Linked DNA regions of Sus scrofa: region 1 is linked to region 2. A link is a contact called in public HiChIP or PLAC-seq data. All regions are on one chromosome and are shown on one strand. Each heading gives the region's core, a stretch centred on a gene start, on an enhancer-like site or on the middle of the called end of the contact. The rest is flanking DNA. Distances are from core to core; before and after follow the strand shown. Region 1 has its middle 16 kb from the start of JARID2. Region 2 overlaps GFOD1 (glucose-fructose oxidoreductase domain-containing protein 1).

Region 1 (2,700 bases), core at 139-2,638, 1.5 Mb before region 2:
GGGGACTGGGTGGCCTGGAGCAAGATCTGTACATATTCCAGGAGCCTCAGGGGAATAGCCCTGAGACACAGGTGCCTGGGAAATGCGGAGACGGTTGGGGTGGAGAATGGAGAGGAAGCGGTGCCTAGAGAGCCATGAATGCCAGCTTCACTAAGAATTTTTCCCTTAAGTGTGTGCTTTCTTTTGTTTTTGAGGGCAGGGCACCCAGGGTAGACTGAGAGATTTTGCCAAAGGCATTGGAGGCGGGGAAAGAGAGAAGCAAAGAACATTCAGAAGGGGCTCTTGGAGTTGGCTCAGGGGTTCAGCCCCCTTTATGGGGTGCTTTCTCTGGGTCTTGAGGGAGGAGAGACGCTCTCCTGGAAGGAGCTCACAGTCTAGCAATGGGAGACAGGGTCCCCGAATGCAGTGCCAGGAACACTACGGTAGAAGAGCTGGACATTTCCAGCCTGGGCTATCAGGGAAGGCTTCCCAGAGGAAGGGACACCAGAGGACGAGGTGGAGTTAGGCAGGTACAGAAGCAGACAGAGGAACAGCAGGTGCCGAGGCCCCGACGCGACAGGGATCGGGTCAGTACAGAAACTACAGATTGGTTGGCTTTGGGCAAAGGTGGACACGCGCAAGTGACCAGAGGTGAGTCTGGAGAGATGGGCAGGCCTGCGATCATGGCTTATTCAGAAGGTGTGGGTGTGGGACGTGGCCAGGATGGCAGTTTGAAGACAACATGCTGATGGGAGACTAAAAGGTGGAAACGTGCTAGCAGGGCACTCGGAGGGGTGAAGGGTCAAAGGCCAGACTCTGGGGGTGGAGGGAGCAGGACGGTGGGACTGTCACAAAGCTTTTGAGTGGAAGAACAGATAAAACTCGGTGCCAGTGGTGACGTGGGATGAGGGACCGGAAAGGATCAGCCTTTGAATTTTTTGAGCTCGAGCAGCTCAGAGAAGGCTGTGACTGTTGAGAGAAATAGGGAAGTTCAGAGGGGAAACCGGTTTTTGGAGGGGAAACTGGGGGTGGGGGAAAGACAATTGTTTCAGTTTTGGACAGTTGTTTGCTCTCTTGAGTTGCTTTGTTTGGTTTCTATAGTTGTTTCTTCTTCCCTTAAAACTTAGTTTCGGTGTTTAGAGAGAAAAAGAAAAAAAAAAAAAAAAAGCCTAGTTTTATATCTTGCCCAAGATCGAGGCACATCTTTCTCTGCGGCCCAAAATGACTCAAGAACCTAAGGGATCAATAGACAATTGAGTTGCTCCAGATTTTCAGTGCCAGGTGCCAAGGTGAGGAGGTTCTTGTCAGCACAGGGGCAGGTGAAGGGAGGCTTGGGGACTTTACCTGGTTGGCTAGACCTCTGTTTTTCTCTGGAGTCCTTACTTCAAGAATCAGAGCTTCCTGATGGACCTGTTGGGCAAGAATCCTAGGTCTGTCATCATAGACCTTCCTGGCTCAGCTTCCTAGAACTTCCCTTTTTTTTCTTTCTTTTTTTTTTGGCTTTTTAGGGCCACACCCAAGGCTTATGGAAGTTAGTTCCCAGGCTAGGGGTTGAATTGCAGCTTCAGCTGCTGGCCACAGCCACAGCCACATGGGATCCGAGCCTCCTCTGCAACCTACACCACAGCTCATGGCAACGCTGGATCCTCAACCCACGAAGTGAGGCCAGGGATCGTACATGCATCCTCATGGATGCTAGCTGGATTTGTTTCCACTGTGCCACAACGGAAACTCCAGCAAAAGCTTTCTAAACAGCTCTTGCTCTCTGGGGACAGTAGCTAAGGTTTCACTTACCTCACTTATTTCAGAGCCCTGCCCTAGCTGGTGGCTGGGGCTACCTGTCAGGGAGAAAATGGGTCAGCCTGATTCTCCTGATCGCTGAAGTGGAGAAAGTCCGTGGTGTGGGGTGAAGGAGAGACAGAATGGCTGACCCTGGCTCCTCTCCACAAGGGCCAGAGAAGAAGCAGTTTGGAGGGAGGCCAGCTGACTGCTCTGTCTCCTCCAAACCCTTTCAATCCACCAGCCATGCTGCCTCTTTGACACCCTTGGAGGCAGTGTCCCTGACTGACCTCATTAAGCACAAGACGTTTACCTTGAATTTCGTGGAGTTAAGCTAACCCTACCTGAACGACTTCCTTAGCAGGGGTGAAGCTTTGTTGAAGGGCAAAAATAAAAGGAGTTCCCGTCCTGGTGCAGCCGAAATGAATCTGGCTAGGAACCATGAGGATGCGGGTCTGATCCCTGGACTCACTCAGTGGGTTAAGGATCCGGCATTGCTGTGGCTGTGGTGTAGGCCGGCAGTTGTAGCTCCAATTCCACCCCTACCCTGGGAATCTCCATATGCCTCAGGTGAGGCCCTAAAAAGAAAAAAAAAAAAAAAGAATAACTCTATTAAATTGGGATTTCATGGAAGTAGGGGGGCAGCTGCTCTGAAATCAAGGAGGAATGCTGGGAATTCCCGTGGTGGCACAGCCAGCACAACTGAATATCCATTAGGATGTGGGTTTGATCCCTGGCCTCGATCAGTGGGTTAAGGATCTGGCGTTGCTGTGAGCTGCAGCGTAGGTCACAGACATGGCTCGGATCCCACTTTGCTGTGGCTCTGGCTGTGGCTGGCAGGTGCAGCTCCAATTCCACCCCTAGCCTGGGAACCTCCATATGCCACACATGTGGCCCTTAAAAGCCAAAAAAAAAAAAAGGGGTGGGGGAGAAGCTCTGTTG
Region 2 (2,700 bases), core at 197-2,696:
GTATATTTAAAAGTGGAACAGGGGAGTTCCCGTCGAGGCTCAGTAGTTACCGAACCTAAGAACGATGAGGTTGCGGGTTCGATCCCTGGCCTTGCTTAGTGGGTTAAGGATCTGGCGTGGCTGTGGCTGTGGCGTAGGTTGAAGACTCAGCTCGGATCCTGAGTTGCTGTGGCTGTGGTGTAGGCTGGCAGCCGTAGCTCTGATTCGACCCCTGGCCTGGAAATCTCCATATGCCACAGGTGTGGCCCTGAAAAGCAAAAAAAAAAAAAAAGGGGGGGGAATAAACCTACTCTGTCATGACAATTCTTGTTAACATTTTTTAAAAGCTAAACCATCCTATAGGAAGCCTCGTGCCCTCTCGACCCTTTGGGGTCCTGCTGTGAGGCAGGTGGGTGCACATGGACCACTCCTGAAACCCACATCCATCGTGGATGAGGCAGTTCTGGGGTGAGGGGGCTTCCCCGGGACGGAGCTGGGCTGAACCAGGAGAGTCCCAGCCTTCAGGCCTGCCATGCCACAATGGTGCCCAGCAGCATTTCCAGAGTGTGGATCTTCTGCAGTGGTCACGCTAGGAGAATGGTCCCATGAAACTCCCATGGTGTCTATTTGGAATTGCTGCCTGCAGAGGGCTGACCAGGCAGACGTTACCCCACGACTGACCGGGCCAGTGGGTGAGGGTGCTTGGGATGGGCCATCTCCCCTCCCTTTCAGTCGGTTCTGGTGGGCCGGTGTAGACACAGAAGCGCGGGAGATAACGGCAGTTTGACCTTCTGTGAGCCTTCTCATCCTCTGTGTGGCCTTTGTGTGGTGTCCGAGCCAAATGTGGCCGGGGAATTTATCTCTCTTCTGTGTGGGCATCCTCGGCTCAAGCAGGATGCACGGTGGCCCGGGTGGGGCACAGCCAATGGGCAGGACCCTGGCTTGCTCCTGTTTAGGGTGAGGGTGCCCCTTCGCCTGCACTGCAGTTTCAGAAGATTCCCTTTCAATCTGTGGTGTGGTTTCAGGAGGATTTTCTCTTTAGAAGGAACACGCATTTGCATGGTGGGCGTCTCTACCCCCCTCATTCAGGTCAGGGACCCAATTGCTTTCCCGCCCACAGCAGCCTCCCTGCCTGGGCCAATTCTCTGGTTTTCCACGGCGTCCGTGAGTGGGGCTGGCTTCCCTCTCAGGAAACAGAACCCCAATGGGCGTCTGGAATTACCAAGGTGATTTAGCGATAGGGCCTTCTGAGTGAGCTAAGCTGGGGGTAAAACTCAGTCCGGATGGGGTCAGAAACCTGAGCCCCCTCCCTCCCCCCGCCAGGCACCTCTCGGGTGCAGCTGCTCATTGCCAAGCTTCCAGCATCCCTAAGGAGGCGTGTGCCGCTTGGATGCTGTCCAGGACCTGGCAGGAGCAGCCGGGGACGTGTGTGTGTGTGTGTGTGTGTGTGTGTGTGTGTGTGTGTGTGATGGGCACACATGCACAAAGGCTCAGTTCAGAGGACCTCAGATGACTCAACCCTACACTTTAGCGGGAGCCACCAGATCCGCTGGTGTAAAATCTCACCAAATGCACTTATCATCTGCTTGAGGTTTTTCCTATCAGGGCAGCAGAGGGGAGGTTTGCCGTGAGTGACAGTGGGGGGAGGAAGCCAGGTCCTGAGGTCTGAGGTGCCCCTCTCTCTTCTCCCAAACCCCCGCCCCCGCGCTGGTGCCCCCAGTAGAGCCATCTCTGTCCCAGCCTTGCAGTTCCCAGAGGGGCTGGCAGGCGTTGGCATCCATCCCCAGCTGTCACCTCTGAGTCATGAGCAGCCGAGGCCTGTGGGAGGTGGGGAGCCCAGCAGTGGCCTCACACAGCGGAGAGGGAAGTTCCTGCTTTGTGGGGACACGTGAGCGTGACAGCACATGTGCTCATGGAAGCGGCTCGTGTGGTTGTTAGTCACTCTAGGGAGCGAGTGGGTAGCGTGGAAATGTGTCTTTTCTTGGTTTCTTGTTTTCTTGGTTTCTTTTCCATTGGTTTTAAAAGAAGTAGTCACTGAAAGGCCAGGAAGTAGGATTTGGGGACGAGCCAGTGAGCAAGAAGCCCCACTAGTGTCCTGTGTCCCGCGCCCTCGCGTCACCCTATCAGCTCCTGTGTCACTGCAGCACCATCCCTGACAAGGAGACGCTGGCCCTGCTGGCTCCAGGCTGCCTCTTTTATTAGCCTGATGGGCTTCTGAGTTTCCCAGGCCTGCCCTATCAAAGTAACCGCACACCGAGCTGCTTCAATGGCAGAAATTCATTTCCTCTGGGTCCCTGAGCCTGGGAGGCTGAGATCAAGGTGCTGGCTGGGCTGGTTCCTGGTGGGGGGTGGGGGTGGGGGCAGAATCTGCTCCTGGCCTCCCCCACCCCCCCTCCAGCTTCTGGTGGGCCCCTGGCCATCTTTGTCACTCTTTGGCTTCTAGAGCATCCACCATCTTTGTGTTCCTGTTGAGTGGTGCTCTCCCTGGGCGTGTGTCTGTCTCGGTGGTATCAGGACAGCAGTCATGTTGGGTTAGGACCCAGGCAGTGACCCCTTTTAGCCTGATGGTCTGCACAGACCTCCTTCCCAAAGAAAGTCACCTTCACAGGTACGGGGGTTGGGACATCAGCATCTTTGGTGGAGGAGGGGAGAGCCCAGTTCGACCCGTAAGAGGGGCAACACGGCATGGGAGCATGGGTCATGGGGTCCAAGCGCTTGGGA

The links. HiChIP or PLAC-seq counts read pairs in DNA pulled down with a chosen protein or histone mark.
Region 1: an H3K27ac HiChIP or PLAC-seq map of alveolar macrophages shows a contact between it and region 2. The contact joins two enhancer-like sites. A contact is called at or near these places in 1 of 5 promoter capture datasets (fetal liver) and 1 of 2 datasets of contacts at active chromatin or transcription factors (alveolar macrophages).

The regions. Positions count from the first base shown.
Region 1 is chr7:11,341,184-11,343,883 of Sscrofa11.1, reverse strand. No RefSeq gene overlaps it. Among named protein-coding and RNA genes, the nearest start is that of JARID2, 16 kb to the left of the region's middle. Within about 2 kb of position 1,388, at least 17 of the 83 cell types and tissues checked have an H3K27ac peak or open chromatin away from gene starts, as enhancers often do. A contact at or near this core is called in alveolar macrophages, where this site is marked.
Region 2 is chr7:9,820,112-9,822,811 of Sscrofa11.1, reverse strand. The region is part of intron 1 of GFOD1 (glucose-fructose oxidoreductase domain-containing protein 1); the gene reads left to right. Among named protein-coding and RNA genes, the nearest start is that of GFOD1, 33 kb to the left of the region's middle. Within about 2 kb of position 1,446, at least 18 of the 83 cell types and tissues checked have an H3K27ac peak or open chromatin away from gene starts, as enhancers often do. A contact at or near this core is called in alveolar macrophages, where this site is marked.